7 separate regions of the Mus musculus genome follow, and all the other regions are linked to region 6. The links are chromatin contacts, called in public promoter capture Hi-C maps. All regions are on one chromosome and are shown on one strand. The core of a region is the stretch at or near the end of the contact, and the rest is flanking DNA. Distances in the headings are between cores, read along the strand shown. Region 1 holds the start of Kcnip1 (Kv channel-interacting protein 1). Region 2 holds the start of Kcnmb1 (potassium large conductance calcium-activated channel, subfamily M, beta member 1). Region 3 has its middle 26 kb from the start of Pank3. Region 4 overlaps 4930469K13Rik (RIKEN cDNA 4930469K13 gene). Region 5 overlaps 4930469K13Rik (RIKEN cDNA 4930469K13 gene). Region 6 holds the start of Spdl1 (spindle apparatus coiled-coil protein 1). Region 7 holds the start of Pank3 (pantothenate kinase 3).

Region 1 (3,582 bases), core at 593-3,092, 990 kb before region 6:
CTCAGAGTACCAAAACCCAGGGAAAAAGGTTTGCAGACCTGCCTTTCTCTGGGGCTACTGAGAGGTACCAATGCCTTCCGTGCAGGGCAAAGAACCTAACAGATAAGCTAAAGCCCCTTCCGTTTCCGGTCTGTCACGCAAGCCTGGTCTTATCACCTGGGATCTGCACCTGAAGATGTCTTCCTATTTGTCAGTTTGTCTCTGAGGACTGACCCTCTCTTCCTGGGTATCTCTGTGTATGATCCCAACCAAGATGAGATGAAACAGGTCCCACTATCACCCTAACACAGCTCTGGTCACTAGCCAGGATAAGGTGTGTGTTGTGCCCCCACCTGTAGTCAGAATATATTAAACATCAGAACTTGGATATTTAAGTGTGAAACTATTTAGAACCCTTCTGCTATCTTCAATGGCTTTTGAGCATTAAGCAAACCAAGCCTGTCATTATCTTTTTTTTTTTTTTCTGATTTGTTTCCAGTCTTCTTGTTTCTATAAGCAACTTTCTGCCTGTTGAAAAGGGGGCCTGCATTGTGTGCTTTTGGCCCAACAAGGTCACTTGACTCCACGTGGCCATCTAATAACTGTCCCACTGAAGATGGGCATGCCACAGCTGGAGAAAGGCAGGCTCCTGACAGGGACATCTCAGGATATGTGAGCTTGTCGCCCCAGCCCCCCTTTTGACAGTTCTCCCCATTCCTCTGAAGTCCTCAGACCACCATAGCAGCACAGCCCTGCTATTTGTTTTTTCCTACAGACTGCTTGTGTCCCAGGACCCGCCTGGGGGCTCTACCACCTGGACGTAGCTGATTCCTTTTGGCTTGCAGAGGTTTTAAGGATGGACCGGTAAATCACCGTTTTCCTCATGATTAGATTCCCAAGTCAGCACCTGGCAAGGCATGGCCATTCCCAAGGAGGCACCCTTGCTGGATGTTCGAGGTTGCACCAACATCAGCCCTCATGGGAGTGGGAAGAGCCTCCCAACATTTCCGCCCACCCCAGAGAACGCAGTTTTCTCCACCTGTGAATCTGCCTGTCTTGCTCCAATACATTCCCTAGAAGAGAAGGGTACCCACACCCCTGCTGGGGCCAGCGTCCACTTCGGCTGCTACCCCTGGGTGTTCACACCAACCCTCCCACGAGGCTCTTAATTCCTTGGATTCATGAGGTTGTCCAAAACCCTCACGGACAGTGGGTTTGGAACTAAGAGAGACAGACGTTTCATCCCAACACAACACCCAGTGCCCCCAAACCTATCCAGGGGAGTAAATAGAGGACAGAGTGCTTACCTTTAGAGGGTCGCCTTTGTTTGGTCTGCAGGGAGGAGAAAGTGCCCATGACGGCCCCCATGGCAGCGAAGACTTGTGTGCGTCTTGGGACCCCAGGCCCTGTCTCTTCCCTCCCCTGAAAAGAAATCGGTGTGGATTGCCCACTTTGAATTGGAGGAGAGGAAAAGCGAGAAAGCAAAAAAGCCCCGAGCAGCTCGCCTGCAGCTTGGTATTCAGAAAACGTGGGGCCGGGGCGCCTGGAGCTCGTGGCTGCTGCCTTCTTCAGCCAGGCACATGCACTGACTCCCAGGGCCAGAGGCTCGCGGGAGCCTTCACAGGCGCCCCCCGGTGCGGGCACCCAGCCGGGCCACTGGCTTCTCCGAGGCCCGAGCCCCGAGCCCCAAAGCCTGCCTGATGTTGGACACGGGGCCGGCGTGCCCGCACGGCCGAGGCTGCCGAGCCCGCGCCGCGTGCGGTGCGGGAGCTGCGCTCCGCCCGCCCGCCCCTGCTGCCACCCGGCCGCTCCGCCCCGCGCTCGGGCTGGATCTCAGGGGGCCGAGTACCAATCATGAATGAACAGCGCCAGGGACTGGTGCGGAGTAGAGCGGGGCTCAGAACCAGGCGCGGGGGATGGTGGGGGAGGCGGCGGAGGCCGCCTGGGGACCGCAGAGGGGCGGGGTGGGGACCTGGCCCTGCTGTCTACAAGGCTCTACTCCTGGCTGTGCGGGACACCGGGGATGTCCTTCTGGGCAGACAGATGTGATCAGGCACCTGGCTGGTGGGTGCAGCTTGGGTAGGAGGCAGCAGGTGACCCCCAGGATGAATATAAATATGTGAGTGTGAGTGAGTGAGTGAGTGTGTGTGTGTGTGTGTGTGTGTGTGTGAGAGAGAGAGAGAGAGAGAGAGAGAGAGAGAGAGAGAGACAGAGACAGAGACAGAGACAGAGACAGAGAGACAGACAGAGAGACAGACAGAGAGACAGAGAGAGAGAAAGGGAGGGCATTAAGATTTCATTTGACTTTAGAGAAAATCATTTAACCACTGCCTACCTTTCTGGTGTGGAGTAAAGTCTGCCCCACCTAAAGAGAGTTGTCATCAAGAAGAAGGGCTCCTTTGAACTCTGTAGGAGGTGTTGGGGACCTGCAGAATCCCCTAGGACCAGAGCTCATTTCTAGTGACAGGAAGTGGGGGAAGTGGGACGAGAAGTAGCTGTGGGTCCCCTTAGGCTCTTGCTACCTGACCCCCTCTTTGTGTTCTCTCTCTCTCTCTCTCTCTCTCTCTCTCTCTCTCTCTCTCTCTCTCTCTCTCTCTCTGTGTGTGTGTGTGTGTGTGTGTGTGTGTGTGTTTGCTCTGTCACCTGCAAATCAGACACCTGTGGGGACAGTACTTGAGTTAGGAACCCAGGGGGTAACTCTTGAATTTAGAAAGCAATCTTCCTTCCATGACCTTCCCTTCAGGTGGCAAGAACCCTCAAGCCCCACTTCAGCTTTCCACTGAAAAGGCAATGATGGAGGACCTGTGGCAACTCCTGGTGGCAACTGATGACAGGTGTCTCCCTAGAAAGCTTTGAATTTCCTCTTCCCCAGCCTAGCTGCCTGTCTGCCCTGTCTGCCTGGACATTCACTGAGGATTCCCTCTGTGTTTGCACTGAGAATCCCCAACCCCCTCTCTTTCCAGACCCCTGTCCAGTCATTTCCTCTGCAGCACACAGACACATGCTGTGTTGGGAGCTCACAGCATCCCTTAACATATGGCGTCATAAACACGCACACATATATGCAACCATGAACATATGGGCACAGGTCCCTCATGCCCACACAGATATTGAGATGCTGCACACAGACTCCAAACCCATAATACACATGAGGTGGGTGGGGTGTGCACCTGTAAGACCCCAGCTAAGACCCTCACATGTGCTCTCAGAGCAGAGTCATCAGCTCCTTCACAATACATAAGCTTGCACATACAGGAGTGTGGTCTGACTCCAGGCACCGAGCCCATTAGCTGCCCCCACAGCTGGCCAGCGCCTTGGCTCAGGGACTCAGAATAGCGTGCTTCACCTCAGCAACACTTACCCCTTGCTCAGATCCCAACATGAGTCCTGTTTTGTGCAGCGGGGGTTGGGGGGAATAATGCACTCAGTATTACATATGCCTTTCATTTGCAATGCCCACTGCTATGGGATTGCACCACCCATGTGATGCTCACAAAGACCCCATAGGCTAGTTGCTTCAGGCCTGCCATCACCATGGAGAGAAACTGAGGCTTGTTCAGAATTAGGGACTTATCTGAGGTTGTCCAGCCAGAACTTATTATT
Region 2 (3,268 bases), core at 624-3,123, 870 kb before region 6:
GAACCTCACTGGTGTTTATAAAATCTGATTGTGTAACCTTCCCAGCCCGTCGAGAGGATTATGAATGGCCCTCTGCTCACACTTGTGAGGAACCATCTAGTGCCCATGTCTCTCCCAAGGCAGGAGTTTCTAAGTAATTTTGTAGGTGCCACGAGAAAGCTGCTGGTCCTTGAAGGAACCATGGTCCATCACTGGAAAATCCTTCTCCTGAAGAACTGGTCTCAGATCCATATTCCCCCTTCCTTGTCAGTGGTCCTGACCCCTATGCTTTAAGACGTCCTTGTCTGTGGGGCTGGTGGGCAAGAATCAGTGTTGCACCTACAGAGGACTAAGTTCAAATCTCCAGTACCTGTGTAATAAACTGTTCATAGTTAGGTGCCCCAGCACTCAGCTCCAGGCTCAGTGAAAGAACCCTTCCCCCGTTTTTTTCATGACAAGGTTCCTCTGTAGCCCTGGCTGTTCTGGAACTCTCTATAAGGGGCAGCCTCGATCTCACTGAGATCCACCTGCCTCTGCTTCCTGAGTGCTGGGATTAAAGGCGGGTCCCACTGCTGCTCAGCCGAAAGGTCCTTCCTGAGGTGGGCCAGATGGAGAAAAACACCCAATGTCTCCCTTTGGTTTCCATGAATGCATGCATGTGTGAAAATATCAAGTACACACACATATACACAATATCATACACACATAATACACACACCATACCTATCCAAACACACACATATCACACACACATGCACAAATCATTTAAGCACCACACACACATGCAGGCACATGCACACTAATAAATCTCCAGTTGCTATGAGGCAACTAAACAGGTAGTTGTCTCTCTAGTTAGAGTCAGTGACTAAAGGGGGATGGGGTGCTGTTCACCCCCCAGAGTGTCAAGGAGCCTTGAGTGACAACTTTCTTTCTGGGCCTTAGAGGGCCCTGATTATCAGGTGTTAGGCTTAGGTGAGAGGTGCTAACACCTAGTGATCAGGAATATCTAAGATGCACCCACTGCCCTGGGCCTGGGGACACCAGAGGCTACTTCTAGAACTTTAGGTGGCTGGAGACATAACAGAGGTATGGTTTGAGGTGTTAGAACAGTCCCTTGGTGGCAGAGATGGCTGGGATTTGACACTGGGAGGGGCCAACTTCCAATCTGTCTCTGTTCATCAAGTAGAGAAACTCTGGACCAGGCATCAAGTTCTGTGCAGATGACTAGCAGGGCACCAAGGTGTAAGGAGGGCGGGGCGGGGGCGGGGCCGGGGTTGGGGCAGGGGTGGGGCGGGGCTTGTTCTTGCTTTCCCAACTCTTACAGTGCTCTCTTTATCCACAAGGACCCGGAGTGCAAAAGCAGGTTTGCCCCCCACCCCTACCTCCAGTACCAATGTTCAGTTGTCGTATTGGCTGCAATAACTTTCTGCCTATGAAGCAGAGTCAGTCTGTGGGAGGTCCCCAGCATGGCACTGTCCCTGGACCTGGACGGCTGGCCGGAAGCAGCTGTGGGACCCACCGCTACCAGCCTCAGCCCCAGTGGTCTTTAAAAGGCGGAATTTCCTCCTTTCTCTGAACTCCATCTCTAACTTAACAATCCAGAATAAAGTTAAGTTTTCAAAATGCTATTAATTATAGAAGGGAGAAGACAGAGGTCCAGAGAGGTTCAGTGACTTGTTCAGAGTCACACAGGAAGTCAGGGACAAAGGTGGGAGGCTTTGGCTGCACTGGTGTGGATATAACATGGGCTAGTGACAAGCCCAACCCCTCTACCTCCCTCCCCTGCACTACACAAGGAAGATCATTTCCTATTCCTGGCTTCTCTGCCAGCCTGAAAGACGGAGTGTAGAAGAAACATTTTTGTACATATATCAGGATGGCCTTGTGGGGTGGGTAATGGCTTTTGCTGTTTGACATCTGTTTCCCAGGAGACTCTGGGAAATGCAGGGGCAGAGTCCCCAACAGCAGCTGAGGGCTGTGAGGCTAGGTACCTGCTTGTGGAGTTTTTATCCCGGGGCAAGCTGTGTGCTCAGACTTGACCATGTTTGGGCATGGAGGCTCGACCCAGATGGGACTGAGACTGCTTCCCTGGAGACCAGCTGGGAGACCAAACTTCCTGCTAGAGCTCCCAGGCCTGACTTGGGGTGGGGGTGGGGGTGGGGCGAGTGGAGAGAAACCATCTGCCAGCCAGCGGAGACCCAGAGAACTGTGAGTGCTACATCCCAGAGAGCTTGGGAAGGGCTTCTAGGAAGCCGGGGCTGAGGGGAGATGGTGGGAGACAGCAGCCTGTGATGGCATGGATAGGGTGGTGAAAATCCCTACCTCTCCTGATGCCCATCAGAGTTCTGGCACCGGAGGGCCTGCCTGGCCTGTTGACCCTGGTCTGGGCGTCTCTTTTGTGGCCAGCCAGTCAGGACCAGTGTTGTCACTTGTCATCAGGATAGGGATCGACAAACAGGCCTGGCAGAGTGCACCAAGCTCCTTCAATTCCTCAGTTAATGATGGCGCCTGTTTATGGAGGGCATCACTTATTTATGAGGTGACGCTCAGCAGTGTTGGTGGGTCTACATCAGGACCCTGAGGAGGGCACTATTGTTCTTGTTTTAACAGTCATATGGTTGCTAAGTAGAAAAGCCAGGACTCGGTCTTATATCTGATGGCCTCTCTTCTCTAAACTCCCCCAAAACCCTTACATACTCTATCCCCAGTCCTTCTAAGGAAGAGATCAACAACCCAACAGTTATGCCACATAGGACTCTTCTTTAACCCTTTCCAACTTTCCTAGATCAAGCCCAGACCTCAGGTGACTTTTCTACAGAATTCCATCCAAGGAGTCCTGAGATACTTAATGTTTCACATCCGGCATAGTCTCCCTGAAATCTCTTCTGTTATCATGGAAACCCATTTCTTCCTGTCTCAGGCCACAGTGCATATCAGAGCTTCATATCCTTCTTGCTGGAGGTTCTCATTAGGCCCATCCCAGATTCCCACCTAAGCTTTACATTTAAACTGAACTCACTTCATGTAGCTGGTGAGCCATCGGGACATTACAGGCACAACCAGTCACAGGAGCGAGACCTCTCAGGAACAGGTGACATCCTTCCTTCCTTTCCCTTCTGAGCTTCCATGCTGTAGCCTTGAGCAGACTCCTGCTGTCATTTATCTTGGGAATGCTCAGGAGTCTAGGAGGGCTCACTGGAAAAAGCCAGCACCACAAGGAAATCCCCTCAAGTGTACTGGGCTTCTCCTGGAGATAATTGGTGATAATGGATCCTGAGTATTTAAAAGC
Region 3 (3,277 bases), core at 257-2,756, 910 kb after region 6:
GGCATGCAAATCTCTGAGTTCAAAGTCAATCTGCAGAGCAAGATCCAAGACAGCCAAGCTTAGGCAGTGAAGGAGTTGGAGAACAGAAAGCTGGTGATAATGTAATAAGAACAAGGGGGCCATATTCCAGCTCCTGCAAGCAGCAGAACTCTTCAGTTCCAGCTCTGGCTTTAGAGTGAATAATAGAAGGGACTACTGAAACAATCGATGCTGGTTAGCTGGAGCTAAGAAATTAGCGGTGATTAAGAAGAGACTAACATCACTGAGGTGAAATCTGGGAAGTCTTTTCTGCAAACACATAGAGCATAGCCAAGGTTGTACCTCGTACTGCAGCTGTACTTGGTAATGGGAAAGAGTCACCAAGGTGGTACTGGTTTTGAAGGCATGAAGGGGTTATGAAGAGCAGCTAAGGCTTGGTACTGTGAGAGGCCATGGAAGGCCATTGGTGAAGGTGCAGCCTCAGCTGCAGTTGATAGCCCAGGACTGAAGGGATCATGCAAAGGAGTTGAGGGTTGGTACCATGAAGAGAGCCTATTGGTGAAGTCTAGTTACAGTGTAACACTCCAGCGTAATGGAGATGCCAGTATCATGGAATGATCACCAAGAAAAGCAGTGGCATTGGAGTGGATCGTCCTGAGCTTAGAGTGCTACAGAGGGCAGAGCTGGGAAGTGACGCCAGCCCTTTGGAGGACCCCGGAAGATCATATGAGACATTGAACCAAAAAGCTGTAACATTGAAGTTGCTTTGGAGACCCCAAGATGTTCGAGATGCCAGAGCCGTGGTCTACCTGCTGAGGAATGCACCTAATGGAGTGGAACCAGCCCAGGAAAAAGAAGGACGTTGCAGCCAGTGTTCTGCTAGCAGCCTTCAGATGGGGATGTAGAACTTGCAGCTCCTCCTGCACCATGCCTGTCTAGATGTTGCCATCCTCCCACTTTGATGATAACAGACTGAACCTCTGAATCTGTAAGCCAGCCCCAATTAAATGTTATTCTTATAAGACTTGCCTTGGTCATGGTATCTGTTCACAGCAGCAAAACCCTACCTTAGACACCAACCTTCCCCCAACACTCCACATCCTGCCTAACCTCCCTCTCTCTCCCTGTCCTGTCCAGTAACAGCTGCTGCCCTCCTTTCTTGGCAGCAGGCTGTGGGGGAGCACAAACCAAGTCAAAAGAGTCAAAGGTTAGCATGGGCATTCCTCAGGACAGGGAAGTTGGTGAGCTGGTGGCTGCCCCTTGCAAGCAGGACCAGGACACATTGACAGGCTTTATGATGGAAACAGACCTTTCCCCAACCAATTCTTGTCTCCAGACAACCTGTAGCAGAGGCTGTCAACCATCCCCAAGGTTACCTTCTTCTGTGCGTTGGAGCAGCTGGCTCAGGAAAGGCATCTTCAGCCAGGCTCCTCAGCACCGCGCAGCTCAGCATATCCTTACGGCCAGGGGACCATCTCTTCCAACCTTCCATTGTCTGGCTCATGTTCATCTCTTTTGGCAAGCTTCAGGCACCTTCTGGGGATGAGGCCCAGAGATTCCAACTGTATAATTTTGACTCGGCATCCCAGTTAAACACTTTGATATTTGCGTTTCCCACTGGCATGGCAGGGGATAAAGATGAACAGAGAAATTCATGCTGATTTGAAATTTTAATTTTTCCCTTATTTAGAATGACATTAAATAGCAAATAAATACCATGGTATGCTGAAAGACTGTGTGTGGGAGAAAGGGAAAGGTTTCATAACCTTGTGTGTTTAAGAGAACCTCTCCCCTCTTTATATTTTCTCTGAGTTCAGCTTTTTATTTTTCAATAAGAGGTTGAGTTAAAAAGCCAAACCCCATGTCCGCATCGTTCCTTGTTTCTTCCTTTCATCTTTCCTTCTACTTTCTCCTCAGCTGGGCAGTACTGGGAACAAGGCAGGACCTCCAGATCAGGTGTCACCAGTTGCTAAAACAGGTCCACCAGCCCTGCTCTGCATAGGAGCCTCCTGTGTCCACCTTAGCCAGGGCCTTTGCACATGAGTCAGGCCACAAAGATTCAGGACGTATGCAGGCTCCGTTACTGAAGGGAGTGCTTCTCTGCTCTACGGTCAGCTCATTGCCTTGCATGTATACGCACATGTATGTGGGCATATGTATGCCAGGGCACATGTGCCAGGGGACAACTTACAGGAGTCAGGTCTCCCTCTTGTATGGGTCCTGGGGACTCAACCTTAGGTGGCCAGCTTGACTTGATCTGTTGAGTGACTTGACCTGCTGGGCCATCAGTTATATTTGCATGTAATTGCTCCTCAATTATACTCTCTAACATTTAACTCAATTATACTCTCTAACATTTAACTTGGAGTCAGAAGCTCCCCAAATGGAAAATGAACAAAAAGTGGGTGTGGTGATCTAAATGAGAAATGTCTCCCACGGGCTCAGACATTTATCTGAACACTTGGCTCCTGGCTGTCTCCCTATGTCAAGCTGGCAGCAAAAGATGTAATCCTCCAGCTCCCTGAACCCTCCTGCCAGCTGCTACTGCGCTTGCCCATCTTGATAGACTTAACTCTCCGGAGCTGCGAGTCAAAAGATGCTCTTCTATAAGTTGCTTTGAGCAACAGGAAAGGAACGGACACAGAATGGCACTATGGTTTGCCTATGATACTCCCGCACCCCTGCTCTCACCATAGGTTTCCGTGTTGGAAGCTTAGTCCCCAACTGGTAACATGTTAGAAGGTTCTGAGAACGTTAAAAGCTAGGTCCCAACTGGGAGAAAGACTATTGGGGTTGGGTCCTTGAGCTTGCCCCTGCACTTCCTGTGTGCCATGAAGTGAGGAAACACTTCCAGTGCCACACACTCCTACCACCATGATCTGCCAACCACAGTCCCAGAACCAAAGGAGCCAATGGCTGTGAACTATAATTAATTAACTAATTTCAGAAACTATGAGTGTCTTAGTCAGGGTTTGTATTCCTACACAAAACATCATGACCAAGAAGCAAGTTGGGGAGGAAAGAGTTTATTTGGCTTACACTTCCATACAGCTGTTCATCACCAAGGAAGTCAGGACTGGAACTCAAGCAGGTCAGGAAGCAGGAGCTGATGCAGAGGTCATGGACGGATGTTACTTACTGGATTGTTTCCCCTGGCTTGCTCAGCCTGCTTTCTTATAGAACCCAAGACTACCAGCCCAGAGATGGCACCACCCACAAGGGGCCCTCCCACCCTCAATCACTAATCGAGAAAATGCCTTACAGCTGGATCTCATGGAGGCATTTCCTCAAGGGAGGC
Region 4 (3,616 bases), core at 304-2,803, 800 kb before region 6:
TGTGATCTGCTTACTCTCTGACTCCCAGTCCCTCATACTGTGATCTGCTCAGCCTCTGACTCTCAGTCCCTCATACTGTGATCTGCTCAGCCTCTGACTCTCAGTCCCTCATACTGTGATCTGCTCAGCCTCTGACTCTCAGTCCCTCTCATACTGTGATCTGCTCAGCCTCTGACTCTCAGTCCCTCATACTGTGATCTGCTCAGCCTCTGACTCTCAGTCCCTCTCATACTGTGATCTGCTCAGCCTCTGACTCTCAGTCCCTCTCATACTGTGATCTGCTCAGCCTCTGACTCTCAGTCCCTCATACTGTGATCTGCTCAGCCTCTGACTCTCAGTCCCTCTCATACTGTGATCTGCTCAGCCTCTGACTCCCAGTCCCTCATACTGTGATCTGCTCAGCCTCTGACTCTCAGTCCCTCTCATACTGTGATCTGCTCAGCCTCTGACTCTCAGTCCCTCTCATACTGTGATCTGCTCAGCCTCTGACTCTCAGTCCCTCATACTGTGATCTGCTCAGCCTCTGACTCTCAGCTGCTTTTGAGTTCTGCAGGCTCACGAGTTGTCCTTTGCCCAAATGAATGCTGCTACCGCTGTCTAAAGTTGTTCACTGTTAGAGAACTGCGTGAAAAGTGCTATCTCATTTGAGAAGTGAGAAAGGCTGAGGCTGGAGAGATGGATCAGCAGTTCAAAGTCCTTGCTGCTCTTCCAAAGAACCCAAGCTTGGTTCTCATCAGCCATGCCAGGGGCTCACAGCCACCTGTCACTCAAATTCCAAGGAATCAGGTACCCTCTTATGACCTACACAGGCATCTTTATAGATAGCAGTGCATGCCACACACACACACACACACACACACACACACACACACATCTTTTAAAATAGTGAGAAATTTTTCTTTTATGAAGTGAAATGGCAGCGTTTTTATTATTGTTCTGATTTTTTTCCACCTCTGTACTTTAATGTTTCCATAATGGTTATGTTTTACTTCTGCATACAAAAACAAAACAAAACAAAAAACAAAACAAAACGAAAAACACACAAAAAAACATAATGTTGTGCAAATGAAATAAGTCACAGACAGCTAGAAGGGATATGACTGGTGAATATATGCAAGGCCAGCTTCCTCTATTGACCCCCTCTATCTTCCTCCCATACCTTCCGACCCATTTCAATGCTGTAGAAAAGGGACAAGGACACACTACATTCTAAACAGGTATCTCAGAGGTTTCCCGGAAGTGCAGAAATCCCTGTGCCACTTGCTGTGTTATGCAGAGGGAGCTTAGTCTCTCAGTCTCTGAGTACTTGAAGGGTGTTCTTAACTCATCTGGTGTACTTCTGACCCTCTAACCCTTACTGAACCCATAAATCCCCCACGGGGTCAAGCTGTTTAGAAGAAAGAAAGAGGAAGTTGAAGAGCCATCATATCTGGAAAGATCCCTATATGCTGAGAAGTTGAAAGAGGAAGTGAACTTTCCCAGAGTCCTTGGCAGGAGGGCTGCAGCCTATGAGCGCTATCAGATCAGCCTCGGAACCAACGAGCAGAGCTAACCAACTTTTCAATCAGGCGGGGAGGAGGGGTGAGTAGACAGGGAGGATGTAGGTCAAAGGCTATGGGCAGAGGTGGTGGAAGGCACCCCACAGCACTGAAACAGCAGAGAAAGACAAGTAACTTCTTGGCAGAGTTTACAGGCATGCAGCAGCAGCAGGTAGCCATGACTGGTGTCTCTGCCCTGATTACAAAAAGCCTCCTTGGTCTTGTGTGGGGGCAGAAGACAAACTTGTTAGGGCGCTCAGCCAGTTACAGTGGGAAAGGGGGCAAAAGTGGAAAAGTGGCTAGCTCCGGAGACTTATAATGCTTGCGGGAGTCTCCAGGCAAAGCCACGCCCCCCTCCCTTTCCCGATGCCCTATCTTACTCCCCAGACCCAACCTTCCAGGGAGAGTTTTCACCCAGCTATATATGGTACCCGTCAGCAGGAGGAAACACGTCCCGATCATCCAATCCTCCAAGAAGCCCCCATTGTGCTTGCATTGGCACAGTGGCCAGTTTTCTTCGGCATAGCTTGATGGTTACAGCTACCTTGTGCTCATCTCTCTCTTTGCTTGAGTGGGAAGCTAATTTCTCTGAGGGTGGAACCTTGTCGGCCTGTTCATTGCCATAACCTAAGTGCTTAGGAAAATGCCTTATAATACAGTGTGATTCAACTGAAAACTTGCCAAACGAACAGACAAGCAAACAAGGAGTGTACACAGGGTAAAGAAAAGCTCAGAGTTAGATTCAGACGCTAGGGCTGAGCCCAACTTCATGTCTAACCCTCAGCGGCTACCACAGAGTCAGCGTTCTGACTGTGATGGGGATATGCAGCACTGTGGGGTTGCAAAATGCCCAGAGTGCATCCGACATTCTAAAGGGTTCTTAATTGTTCTGTTATTCAGGAAAGGGAGGCTTTTGCTGTGGGATGGAGTGAGAGACCAGGTTGGACAGCAAGCAGGGGAGGCATGCCCCGTTTCTCAGGAAGGGGGGAAGAGTAGGACGGTCAAGTTTAAGGACCCCTCTATCACCACACAGATGGGAAGCAAAGCCCGGAGCTATGCTTAGATGGGATCCCAAGTTTCATGTATGAAGAACATAATCCTCAAACCACATGCTAGTGTTATTGGAGAAGTGAGAGCCTTTGGGAGAGATAGGGTCTTGAATGGCCTGTGGCCTAATGAATTCACGAGTTGCTGCAGGAATTCCTCAGTTGTAAAAGCCCCTCTACCTCTCCATTTGGCTTTACAAAGAGAGGTCCTTTGCATGTTTTCATGCAGCAAGAGGTCACTATCAGATACCAGTGCCACCATGAATTCTTTATAAACCACCCATTAATGGAAAATGGACTATAGTGCCCTGTTATGGGGTCTCTCTGCTCATGAAGACAGATTTGATGTTTCTGCTATCAGTCCCTGCATAGGTACCAGAACAAACTGCACGCCCACCACCAGAGCTCAGCAGCACCCATAGCTGAGCAAGGATGATGACCTAGTTGACTTTCCACATTCTATATCCCGCATCACCTTCCTGTCTGGAGTCAGTCTTTGCATCTCACCACACAGACTGCTGGAGGAGAAAAACCAGGTTAGGCATCCTAGCATCTTTTCCTGGACCTGATGCAGTGACTCTTCAGACCCCCCAATTGGTCAGGTTTGCAGAAAAAGAGAAAGTTCAGCCAAACAGGACAGCACATTCTGGGTAGAAGGAGGAGGGCAGGAAAGAATAGTAAGCATAGGGAAAGGGGGAGAGTTGAGCAGAGGGCTCACAGAGAGCTTGGGATAAAGAAGAAATGTCTGTGAATACTGAGGAGCAGGGCAGAGTACAGGTGAAGGCTGGGAGGCCTGGCTTCCAGCAGGGCTCCGCTGCTCATTCTTGTGGCTCTAGGCCAGTGGTTTCTCTCTCTCTGAGCTCTCTCTGAGCACCTGCTCTCTTGCCTCCCCTACGCTATTCATTCGTTGGCTCATTCATTCTAAAATATTTCTTGAATATCTCCTTTGTAGTATTGTAGGATTTGGGGTTTCAGCAAGGATCAGAGGGGACATTAACCACATTATCATATCATCGCATCACATCATATCAT
Region 5 (3,565 bases), core at 999-3,498, 820 kb before region 6:
TTGATTAGTTTGGCCATGATGATTTGGGTCCGTGGTCTTTTTCCCATCTTTGGGGTTAGCGGGACCCAAGCAGAAGAGTGGAGAAAGAGAAAGAGCCAGCACATGGCAGGGGAGAAACAGATAACACAGGGAGAAGCCAAGCCACGGAAGGCATCTCTCTCATAACACAGGGTAACGAGTGTGGCAGGAAGCTTTTCATCCCACAGACAGATTAACTGAGGAGGTTCGATAGCAACCCTAGAAAAAGACAGGCTTTCTCGAAAAGGGGAAGTCAGACGCAGTAGCACCCGGAAGTGAAGTCCGGACTCCTCTCCTCTTTCTTCCTGCTGGAGGAACTGATCTAGCCTCTGAGGCCCAAACTGCTTGAACCTGTGGACATGTGGTCCAAGCGGCTGCCTGTGGTGCCTGAAGGTGGTGCTTCCACAGCCCACGCTGGGATCCACTGGACACGCATCGCCCCAAACCCACTTTAGTCAAAGATCACAAACTGACACAAACATCTTCACAGCAAATGAACAAATAGGCTCTAACCTGGGGCAAAGGTGTGAATTCAGGGCTCCAGAGAAGTCTGGTACTGCTTCCCTAGGCTCGCCTATGAGGAGCTGACTGCACAGGGCCAAGGTGAGAGACGCTTCAGCCACAGAGCACAGTCCCATAATCTCCTGGTAAGAATCGTGATGTCATGATATGGTCCAAGATGAAACGTTGGGGTTTTTATCACACCCAGACCAGCTGAAGGCTTGTAGGCTAATTGATGTTTAGCTTTGCAGAAGGCAAGTTACGTTTTCTTTGTTAAACAGACTTTCCTTTAGCTGTAGTCGAAGAGGTGAGGCGAATGAGAAGCTACTCTGCCCTCTGCTGGGGAGGAACTGCAATGTCTCAGTTAATAGCAACCGAGGAGCTAGGACTCCTGCCACCTGGGTTTGCAGGTTATCTGAGTGGCTAACCGGACTGTGGCCAGGTCTTGTTCTGGAAGCATCTTTCTAAAACATCTTGCTTTCTGTTCTTCACTGTGAGTTTGTCAGGATCAAAACCAAGGCAGCTTTTGCCATTCCTGACCAAAAAAAAAAAGAAGAGAAGAGAAGAGAAGAGAAGAGAAGAGAAGAGAAGAGGAGGGGAGGGGAGGGGAGGGGAGGGGAGGGGAGGGGAGGGGAGGGGAGGGGAGGGGAGGGGAGGGGAGGGGAGGGGAGGGGAGGGGAGGGGAGGGGAGGGGAGGGGAGGGGAGGGAAGGAAAAAGAAAAGAAACCATAGCGGAGACTTGTAAAGGCAACAGTAACGATCACTCAGTCAGAACCGCAGCTTTGCACAAAGGCCACCATGACCCTACATAAAAACGTTTCTCCAGAGATACCTGCTCAGCCACTTCCTGTCACCCACAGACTTCCATCACCCTGGCTAGTAATTCTCATGGCCAAAGTGGATTGTATTATAATATCTTCTTTACGTATCTTCAAATTTTGCCTTCAGAAGCCTTGAATCCACACACACAATGACCTGTACAGTCTGGCGGCCAGTTCTCTGTTGTGCCTAAGTTGTTGTCATTGTGCTCGTGGAGGCTGTCTGCCACTGGGCAAGACTGTGTGTCGTCTCTGGTGGCTCATGTGTGTCCCCAGAAAACCTCTGGGAGAAGTTCTTTCTAGCAAAACTTCAGCTAAGAATATCTGTTTCTAATGTTTCTTTTCTCCCCCAAAACCGGGCCCAGGTTTCTCTCTGATCTCTAGGTTCAGGAAGGTGTCTTTTGTTGACTGGTGACTGTTTGAAACTCTGTCTTCCTGTGGTTTCACCAGCCGGTGCTGTTGTTTTCCACTCTCCTGATGCTGGGATTGGCGCAATGCTCTCGGCCCACCCTGTGACTCAGTGGTGGAGAGAGGGCTCTGCTTCCTCAAGGAGCTGCTAAGAGTATTGGTCAACCTCACTATCACCAGGGAGTGTCTCTGAGGTAGACTCTGAGTAGCCTAGGAGGGAGGCTGCCAGCAGAACTGACCCCCGCCCCCACACCCCAGGCCAGCAAGCAGGTCAGAGCTGCAACTGCTTCTAGACTCCTCACTGCCTACCCTGTGAGCTGAAGGACCAGGATGGCAGGAGGCACATCGAAGCGTTTGCACTGGAGAAAGGAAAGGAATCAGAAGAGGTCTGATCAGAACCTTCATGACAGTTCACCTCCCTGTCTTCCAGGGAACCACAGGGCCAGCCCCTAAGGGCGGTCACCTCCCCAGCAGGCCTCATCTCCTCTCCCACTGTGATGCAATGGAGGAAAGAGTGTCCACGTCATTCTCTTCTCTGCTTAGATTGTCCTGATGTGGGCCAAGGAGAGCACTGACAGTCCTCACCACTTCCTTCACAACCTGGGGTTTTAGGAACGTGGGATGGGCTGAAGAGGGAGGCAGGGGGGGCTGGAGGGTGCTGTGGGGCTCCTTCACCTTCTCTCTCCAAAGGCTGCTGCTCCCAGGGAAAGTTTGGAAACCTCAGAGCAATTGAGGTGCCAAATATTAATGGCATGCTCCCCTTCCCATGCCCTATCGTTGAATGCAGATACAAGAACCTCCTTCCTACTCTGACTCTGCAGACTCTTGTAAAGGACCCCCTGCTGCTCACATTCCTTCTCTGCTAGCCCAGCTGCACCCATAAGTCCCAGGCCCTGCAGATTTCAAGACCTTGACTGGGGAAACAACATCCTTTCTGGGAACAGGGAACATGCTCCTCCCAGACTGTCAAACAGTTGTCGGGTGGGAATTTCCCTTGGGGTTAGGACCACATCTTCTCAGTAACTTCCTCTGGCCTCAAACAGTACAAGTCTTGTGCCCCAAACAAAATGGAATTGCCTGTGACTCATATCCAGCCCTAGCTTTTGAGAAATCTACTTCCTGAGGTTGGGGGCTGGAAGTGTAGAAGTGAGTGTGTGCATGTGTGCTGAGTGAGAGAGCGCGTGTGCTCTGGGAGTCTTCCAGAGGAAGCAGCTGCATTCTAGCGTCTGGGCTGGGGAATTCTAGCTTTAAACCATCTGTTTTCTTACAAGGTTGTCCTCTGGCACCTCCCAAACATGTCTAGACATTTTACCTTTATTATTATTTTTTTGTTTTGTTTTGTTTTATTTTATTTATTTATTTATTTATTTATTTATTTATTTATTTATTTATTTATTATATGTAAGTACTCTGTAGCTGTCTTCAGACACTCCAGAAGATGGCATCAGATTTCATTACGGATGGCTGTTAGCCACCATGTGGTTGCTGGGATTTGAACTCAGGACCTTTGGAAGAGCAGTCGGTGCTCTTAACCGCTGAGCCATCTCACCAGCCCCTTACCTTTATTATTATGAGTTATTTATTTACATGCTTTTGGTAGTGTGCGTTCATGTATATGCATGTGCAGACATGTGTCAGTAGAAATGTAGAAGTCAGCTTATCACTTCTTTCTGTCTACCATGTGGGCACTGGGAATTGAACCCAGGTCCTCAGCCTTAGCAGCAAGCACCTTTACCCACTAAGCCATCTCACCACTCCTCTATTTATTTTCTATTTTCTGTGTATGGATGCTTTCCCCTGTGTATATATGTGCACTGTGT
Region 6 (3,688 bases), core at 983-3,482:
AGTATCCTCAGGTACTACTCAGGAAGTAAGTGGAAAGCATGTAATGTTTCTGGGAGCCAAAAAGACAAAATTCCTCCAGGAGGTGGAAAGAAACCATCACGGCAAATGATACTAAGGCAAATTAGATGAGAAACTGGAAACTGCAGGTCACTGGCCCAAGGTGGAGAAGTGAGGCAAAAGCCTGGTTAGGATAGGTTTGAGAGCCAGGCAGTGGTGGTGCACGCCTTTAATCCCAGCACTTGGGAGGCAGAGGCAGGTGGATTTCTGAGTTCAAGGCCAGCCTGGTCTACAGAGTGAGTTCCAGGACAGACAGGACTACACAGAGAAACCCTGTCTCAGAAAATCAAAACAAAACAAAACAAAATAGGATAGGTTTGAGAGAAAATAGTAGGCGATACACAGATGTGGCTAAATGACATAAAAATCAAAGTGGAGCTCCAAAGCCTAGTGTGCTAATCACTTTTCACCACAACTTCTCAAAAACCCAACCCGTATAAGGCATTTAAGTGTCAGCAAGTTCTGTGGATGAGCTAGCTATCTGAGCTCAAAGCTCACTTCCACATCCAACTGGCTACATCAATGTGAAAAAGTTTTGTGAGCATCTTGCTTCATCTATCTTAGAGATTCTATAAGATAAAAAGAGTAAAAGGAAACAAACAAACAAACAAAAACAAAAAAGCCGGGAGGTGGTGGCACACACCTTTAATCCCAGCACTCGGGAGGCAGAGGCAGGCAGATATCTGAGTTCGAGGCCAGCCTGGTCTACAAAGTGAGTTCCAGGACAGCCAGGGCTATTCAGAAAAACCTTGTCTCGAAAAACAAACAAAACAAAACAAAAACAAAAACAAAAAGAGTAAAAGGCATCTAACTAGATTAAGAACACATGAATTCTTACTAGGCATCAACAGAAATACCATGCCAGCCAAACGGATTTTAAACTTTTTTTTGGGGGGTGGGGGTAGTTACATTTTCACAAATAAGTACAAGTGAAAACATTTAACCCAAACATCCAAAATGTTACCACTGCAATCTGTAATCATTGAATAGATAAATAAACAAACCCAAGCAAAACTTTCAAGCCCAAAGTTCTCCTGCCTATAGGAGGCTCAGGGATAAAGATGGAGCAGAACCACTGAATGGCACAACTTGAAACCCATCCCATGAGAGAGAGCCAACCCCTGACACTATTAACGACCCCGTGCTATGTTTGCAGCCCTAACATAACTGTGTCTTGAGAGGCTTAACCCAGCAGCAGATGGAAGCAGAAGCAAAGGCCCATCAGGCATCAGGCAGGGCTCTGGGAGTCTCGTGAGGAAGAGTAGGGGATAGAATTGAGCAAGCTGAAGGGGTCAAGGCCACCACAGGAAGACATGCAAGTCAATCAACCTGGACCCATGGGGGCTCACTGAGGCTGAACCACCAACTAAGGAGGATGCAGGGGCTGGACCTAGGCCCCCTACGTATGTGTAGCAGATATGCAGCTTGGTCTTCCTGCAGGTCCCCTAACAATTGAAGCAGGGCTGTCTCTGACTCTGCTGCCTGCCATTGTACCCCTTACCCTACCTGGACCGCCTGGTTGGAACATGCTTATTTAACTCCGCTGGGATTTGATGTCCCAGGATGAGGTGGTACTGGGGGGGGGGGGGGACACGACTCCCCTTCTCTGAGAAAAGAGGGAGGGGTAGTAGTGGGGATAGGGATTGGGGGGCGGGACTGGGAGGAAAGTGGGGAGGGGGCTGCGATTGGGATATAATGTGAATAAAAGAAAAACAACAAAAAAAGTAAATAAGTAAAACATAAGCGAATGAGATGTTACAATGAGACTCCGTCCTGTGTGTCTGCTACATAATTGTAAGTTAATTCAGACTGCACCACTGGCTAAGGGTACTGGAGAATTCAAGACTCGGAGGTCCCAGACCACCCAGCACCGTATTTATCCTTCTGCAGTCAAACCCGCAGCGAAGCGGTCCGACCGAAGACTACACCGACCCGGAAGGCGGCTCCAGAGAACTCAGGTTCCTGAGAACAGGCGTTCCTCCCACCTCCTCCCGGTTCACCCTTCCCGACGCTCGCCCTTACCTCTCTCCTCACGCTTCCTGGCTGCTGCAACCGGAGGCCTGTCCGGAGAGCACTGGACTCCCAGATTCGTGACACTAACTCCACCTCAGCACAGAAATAACTCCCTCTTCACTCGGCAGCAGCACTGCTAAGTAAGCGCCGGGGATTTTTGAATACGGTTCCCGCGAGAACTCACGTTTCTCACGAGATGTCTTGTCCAATCCGCGCCTCCGGGGCAAACGAGTGGGGCGCCTTGCAGAGACTGCGCATGTGCATGCTCCGCGACTTGGGCTTTTGGGCGTTCCTGCTGCTTCGTTTTCTTAGAAGTGTCTGCTTTTAGTGAAGTGTGTTTCTCTGGTTTATTTATTTGTTGTCGTCTTTACCAACGCCAGTGTCGCCGGGTCGGAAGGTATTGTCAGCCCCTCGCTGGCCCGCCTGCAGTCGCCTTTAGGAGCTAAGGCGTTGAGTCTCACCAGGGCCAGCACAGTGCCACCTTCCACTGGGCTCGCCCCAGTTAGGACTGCGAACCACCCTGCCAGCCCTTGCACTTTGCGCAGAGGAAATTAAAGTCTCCTCCAAAGAAAACCTAAGTAATTCAAAATCACCGCAATAGGACTGCTATTGAGACGAACCCAGCTGGTTTTGCAGTACAGCTCGAGGGCATGCGTGTCTAAATAGAAATTCCTTGTAAACTTGCTTATTCTTTACACTTTTAAGCAATGGGAAATCTGGAGAGCTCTAGTAACTGGCACCTGGCATCATATCTTTTTTATCTATGGGCTTGGCTCTATGTCTTTTATCGTGGTTTACTGTGTTGAATCTTTGCCCTCTGTAGATGAAGGTGCCGAAGTGACACATTCCAAAAGTGAATCGGAAACTCCAGTCAGTAACATTCCCGTTTTGTTTTTCTTTATATAACAAAACGTCTGAGAAGGTTTTCACTATTCAGTTTCATCATCATCGTTATTATTTAGCTTTTTGAGACAGGGTCTCTATGTAGCCCTGACTGTCTTGGAACTCTCCCTGCAGACCGGACAAGCGATGAACTCACAGAGATCCTCCAGCCTCTGCCTCGGGAGTGCTGGGATTAGTTTGTTATATTGTACAGTAAATTGTCTCTTGACAAGATCACCAGCGTTTCTTTTTGTTTTTGTTTGTTTTATCATGAGGCCAATCCTGCACTGTACCCCAGTGATTTTTTACCTTCAGTGTCCAGTAGTCAGTGTTTATTTTTCCCCTTTCCTGCATTGCCTCCATTGAGTTTTAATATCTTGATGCTCCACACCCTTTGACTTTCTCACTTCATTTTCATTTGTAGACCGTTATTTCTGATGGAGCTAGACCAGACTTTAAAGGACTGAACTGTTTTAAGATAAACAACAATGATCCATCAAGCAGATATAATCACCACTGAGTTCTTCATTAAATGAAGCAAATTCCATTTCTTCTATCATTCTCAGATTCTTCAACTCAGGAGTCAGGAAGATAACCTCTATCGTTGGCCAGTCATGACTAGTTAATACCTGTAACTAAAATCTTTATGAATTCCTTGTTTTGTTCTTTGATTCAGAGAGAACATATTAAATCACATACTATCTCTCAGGTGCAGTGACATAGACCTTGGAAGGAT
Region 7 (3,323 bases), core at 327-2,826, 940 kb after region 6:
TCCTGGAACTTGATCTGTAGACCAGTCTGGCCTGGAACTCAGAAATCTGCCTGTCTATGTTGGGATTAAAGGCATGAGCCACTACCACACACCTGGCTTCTCTCTCTCTCTGCCCTTGCTTTATCAACTGTTTCAGTCTGTCTTGTGTTGCCTATATCTAAATACTTGAGACTTGGTATGTTATGGGGGAGGAGGGTGTTTAGTTACCCTTTGGAGGCAGGGGTGGTCTGACAAACATTACACGGTAAAATCCAAAGAAGAATGTCAAGTGAATCTGAAAGTCGCCAGAACACCAAAGCTAACTTTCCATTATATCCACCAGTACACAGTAATTAAACCAGACCTGCCAGACCCAACTCATTCCCATAAGCTCTAACCTAGTCCCATGAGATGTAATACAGTCTCTAGAGAAAGTCATTGATCAACCGCAAGACTGGTGTCCCCATTACCCAGTCACTTCCTGAAGGCCCCACCTTCTCACACTACTTCATTGAGAAATGAAGCCTCAGTGTGAATTTTGGCTTAGAGCAACTAAATCCAAACTATAGCAATCAGCAAAGGCAGGACAGCAGAGCTCGCCAGTTAGATTGTTTCTTGGAATGCTATCTTCCAGGGCCAACTCCCCAGGGGCAAGCACATGGAGGTTCCTACCAAGCCACATATTGTCAATGACTGAATTCTTTGCCATCTAAGACATAAAAGTGGAGGAGAGGCCATGTCCTTGATACCATCTCTTCCTTTTCCGATGGATGATCTCAAATCACAAGAGGCGTAGAGAAAAGGGTATCCTGGGTTTATTCTGAGAACTGGTGCATCTAATTCTTTTCTCTGAAAGTCACTTTCCTCTTTATAATGAGGAGCTAGACTAGAGAGATCCTGTGAGGAACCTGAAAGGCATGTGCTTTCAAACGTTTTGTTTTATGAGACAGGGTTTCTCTGTAGCTCTGGGTGTCCTGGAACTCGCTCTGTAGACCAGGCTGGCCTCGAATTTCCAGAGATCTGCCTGCCTCTGCCTCCACAGAGTTCAGGGATTAAAGGCGTTGCACCACGACCATACTACAACTTTCAAGTGTTTCGACTGCCTCGTTCCTGCCGTATCTTCACAGTAAATAAAACTCGCATGTGACTCAAAAGGCTGCTAGACTACATTACATTAAATAATAATTATGTAGCAAATGTTACCATCTTTAGTGACCTTCCAACCCCAATATTCAAGGTGTTCCTTTAGCGGATGACTTATCTCATCAAACGTATTCAGTGGTCTGGACCCCTGAATTTTGACACAGCCATCACAGGGAAAAACCATCAAGAGGAAAATCTGCGACTGCGTGACAGCCACAGCGCCCTCAGAGTTCACAACCCCTCTCTTCTTTCAGCCGCTACGAGACCAGAGCCCGGGAATTGCCAGGACCGCCCACGGCTTGCTACCATTGGCGGCCTCCTTGCTGGCGTGACTAAGGCTCCGCCTCTTCCCCGCTGGGACCACTCTGAGGCGATCTCCGGAAGCGGAGGGGGGCTAGAAATAGGGGTCGAGAGGCATCCTGGGCTTTGTAGTCCGCCTGAGCATCTGCCGCAGGAGAGTGGAGCCTCACTCTACGGAGAACTACAACTCCTAGCAGCCCCGCGGAGAGCGAGGCGAGGAGGCCTGAGTCACGTGGGCGCTGGGCCTGGGCGGGCTATTTCTCAGTGCGGCGGCGGCGGCGGCGGCGGCTCGGGGGACCGGGGCCTTTTGTTCGGAGCGGCTGCGGGGGGCCACGGAGCGGCGAGGCCCGCGGCCTTCCCCGGCTCGCTCGGTCCCGGCCGCCCCTTGCGGGGTTGCTGGGCCGCCCCGTGGGCCGCCTGTGGCCTCAGGCGCCGCCGCCCCGCCCTAGGCCCGCCCCACCCGGCCTGAGGGGAGGAACCGGCCGGGCCTCGCCGCGCGGCCCAGCCAGCTCCGGAGTATTCACCTCTCCTCGCTGAGCTCTGCACCCGAGGCTACCCCTCGCGCCTTAGGCCGACGCCATGAAGATCAAGGATGCCAAAAAACCCTGTAAGATGGGACCGGGGACCCGTGGGTTGGGAAGACGGGCCTTGGAGCCTCTGGCGGAGCGGCCCGCTTTAAGCTCGCGACTGTTCTCGGACGCCAGCCAGGGAGGGAAGGGAGGGATCGCTGCAGCCCCAGGTTGCAGGCGGCGGGCTTCCCCACCCCCATGCATGAGGGCCAGGCTCCTGCGGTCCCCCTGCCCGCTGCTCTCTTGCTCCTGCAGATCTGGGAGGTGCACGGGAGAATCTTGACTCGGGTTTTACCAAAATGGGAGCACAGCTACCAGGCCCCTCTTGAAAAGAGGTAGTCATGGCTGTCAGATAGGGGTTGGTACACCACCTCCCTCCCATTTTCCCCAGTTTCTGGGTTTCCTGCGCGTGTCCTTGAAGTCCAGGTGGGTTCCTGGGAGTTGTCAGCCTTGCATTTGGAGCTGTTCAACGCTTGTGCATGTACTCTGCCTGTAGATAAATTAATGGCTTGGGCAGTTTAGAAAATCAGCTGGTTTTGTGTTTTAGGGAGCAGATAAACACCAAGGTTAAACATCGTATTTCAGCTATTTCGAACACATTAATATGGTGATAAATACCTCGAGCTTTTTTCTGTAGTTGTACATGCATATACATGCAAAGGTTCTAACCCTGTTATGAGAGACACATCAAGGTTCACAAGCTGTCTTTTAAATGCCTCTTATTCCTGCGGTTGGCTTGTTTATTGGCTCAGTCTTTGTGAATGTTGTTCTTTCATTCTCTACTAACTGGGCATGTGGGGATCTGTGTTCCTGTCATAGAGGTTTTACAGATTTTAGTGTTTTATGCCATCTACAACTGCGCCTAGAGGTCAGCTGTAAAGGGGGCATGAACATCTTCCCTGCCTGTTCCCATAAACCTCACAGACTCAGCTTCCAACGCAGTCCAGAAACATTTACTTAAAACGTGAGAGTTCTCAGTGCTTAAAGATGAGGAAAGAGAACTTTGCTTCAGTGACTTTTAGTCCCCTCCTTGTACTGGCTCAAAGTGCAGTGCTGCTTCCCTTCCACCTACAGGGCATGGTCCTTAAGAGACAGTGTTTGTTTGTTTTTAGATTATCTGCTTATAGAAAGCATTAATGATGCTTTCGTTTCGTTTCGTTTTGTTTGTTTGTAGACAAGATTTCTCTGCAGCTTTGGCTGTCCTGGAACTCACTTTGTAGACCAGGCTAGCCTCTAACTCAGAAACCTGCCTGCCTCTGCCTGTCTAATGCAGGGATTAAAGGCGTGTGCCACCACACTAACTTTTTACTTCAAATCTGAACCAGGGTGTGG

The links. Promoter capture Hi-C pulls out the DNA fragments that hold promoters and counts their contacts.
Region 1: a promoter capture Hi-C map of hippocampal neurons shows a contact between it and region 6, with 4 times the contacts expected there. The contact joins the promoter of Kcnip1 here to the promoter of Spdl1 in region 6. A contact is called at or near these places in 3 of 39 promoter capture datasets (the C10 cell line, embryonic stem cells and hippocampal neurons).
Region 2: a promoter capture Hi-C map of hippocampal neurons shows a contact between it and region 6, with 5 times the contacts expected there. The contact joins the promoter of Kcnmb1 here to the promoter of Spdl1 in region 6. A contact is called at or near these places in 6 of 39 promoter capture datasets (the C10 cell line, hippocampal neurons, liver and 2 more) and 2 of 9 other capture datasets (liver and macrophages).
Region 3: a promoter capture Hi-C map of hippocampal neurons shows a contact between it and region 6, with 12 times the contacts expected there. The contact joins the enhancer-like site here to the promoter of Spdl1 in region 6. A contact is called at or near these places in 18 of 39 promoter capture datasets (the 3T3-L1 cell line, 3T3-L1-derived adipocytes, the C10 cell line and 10 more) and 2 of 115 datasets of contacts at active chromatin or transcription factors (acute myeloid leukemia and stem cell-derived neural progenitor cells).
Region 4: a contact with region 6 is called in a promoter capture Hi-C map of neutrophils, with 3 times the contacts expected there. The contact joins the enhancer-like site here to the promoter of Spdl1 in region 6. A contact is called at or near these places in 6 of 39 promoter capture datasets (the C10 cell line, HPC-7-derived erythroid cells, hippocampal neurons and 3 more) and 1 of 115 datasets of contacts at active chromatin or transcription factors (double positive thymocytes).
Region 5: a contact with region 6 is called in a promoter capture Hi-C map of the HPC-7 cell line, with 4 times the contacts expected there. The contact joins the enhancer-like site here to the promoter of Spdl1 in region 6. A contact is called at or near these places in 7 of 39 promoter capture datasets (the C10 cell line, the HPC-7 cell line, HPC-7-derived erythroid cells and 4 more), 1 of 115 datasets of contacts at active chromatin or transcription factors (effector CD8 T cells) and 1 of 9 other capture datasets (liver).
Region 7: a promoter capture Hi-C map of embryonic stem cells shows a contact between it and region 6, with 9 times the contacts expected there. The contact joins the promoter of Pank3 here to the promoter of Spdl1 in region 6. A contact is called at or near these places in 24 of 39 promoter capture datasets (the 3T3-L1 cell line, 3T3-L1-derived adipocytes, the C10 cell line and 16 more), 1 of 15 datasets of contacts at CTCF or cohesin (pro-B cells), 19 of 484 Hi-C or Micro-C datasets (B cells, CD4 T cells, the G1E-ER4 cell line and 12 more), 26 of 115 datasets of contacts at active chromatin or transcription factors (the 230-238 cell line, the NIH/3T3 cell line, astrocytes and 17 more) and 2 of 9 other capture datasets (embryonic stem cells and macrophages).

What each region holds. Positions count from the first base shown.
Region 1 is chr11:33,841,844-33,845,425 of GRCm38.p6, forward strand. Kcnip1 (Kv channel-interacting protein 1) reads right to left here and starts at 1,843. Exons shown (of 9, transcript NM_001190885.2): 1 at 1,287-1,843. The coding sequence starts at 1,347.
Region 2 is chr11:33,961,140-33,964,407 of GRCm38.p6, forward strand. It overlaps Kcnmb1 (potassium large conductance calcium-activated channel, subfamily M, beta member 1), which reads left to right and starts at 1,874. Exons shown (of 4, transcript NM_031169.4): 1 at 1,874-2,187. It also overlaps a transcript of Kcnip1 not described here.
Region 3 is chr11:35,742,300-35,745,576 of GRCm38.p6, forward strand. No RefSeq gene overlaps it. Among named protein-coding and RNA genes, the nearest start is that of Pank3, 26 kb to the right of the region's middle. Within about 2 kb of position 1,507, at least 13 of the 459 cell types and tissues checked have an H3K27ac peak or open chromatin away from gene starts, as enhancers often do. A contact at or near this core is called in hippocampal neurons, where this site is marked.
Region 4 is chr11:34,030,063-34,033,678 of GRCm38.p6, forward strand. All of the region lies in intron 4 of 4930469K13Rik (RIKEN cDNA 4930469K13 gene), which reads right to left. Among named protein-coding and RNA genes, the nearest start is that of Lcp2, 15 kb to the right of the region's middle. Within about 2 kb of position 1,554, at least 117 of the 459 cell types and tissues checked have an H3K27ac peak or open chromatin away from gene starts, as enhancers often do. A contact at or near this core is called in double positive thymocytes and neutrophils, where this site is marked.
Region 5 is chr11:34,008,148-34,011,712 of GRCm38.p6, forward strand. The region is part of intron 4 of 4930469K13Rik (RIKEN cDNA 4930469K13 gene); the gene reads right to left. Among named protein-coding and RNA genes, the nearest start is that of Gm51857, 27 kb to the left of the region's middle. Within about 2 kb of position 2,249, at least 150 of the 459 cell types and tissues checked have an H3K27ac peak or open chromatin away from gene starts, as enhancers often do. A contact at or near this core is called in the HPC-7 cell line, effector CD8 T cells, liver and 1 more, where this site is marked.
Region 6 is chr11:34,831,409-34,835,096 of GRCm38.p6, forward strand. It overlaps Spdl1 (spindle apparatus coiled-coil protein 1), which reads right to left and starts at 2,233. Exons shown (of 12, transcript NM_027411.2): 1 at 2,080-2,233.
Region 7 is chr11:35,767,919-35,771,241 of GRCm38.p6, forward strand. It overlaps Pank3 (pantothenate kinase 3), which reads left to right and starts at 1,577. Exons shown (of 7, transcript NM_145962.2): 1 at 1,577-2,029. The coding sequence starts at 2,002.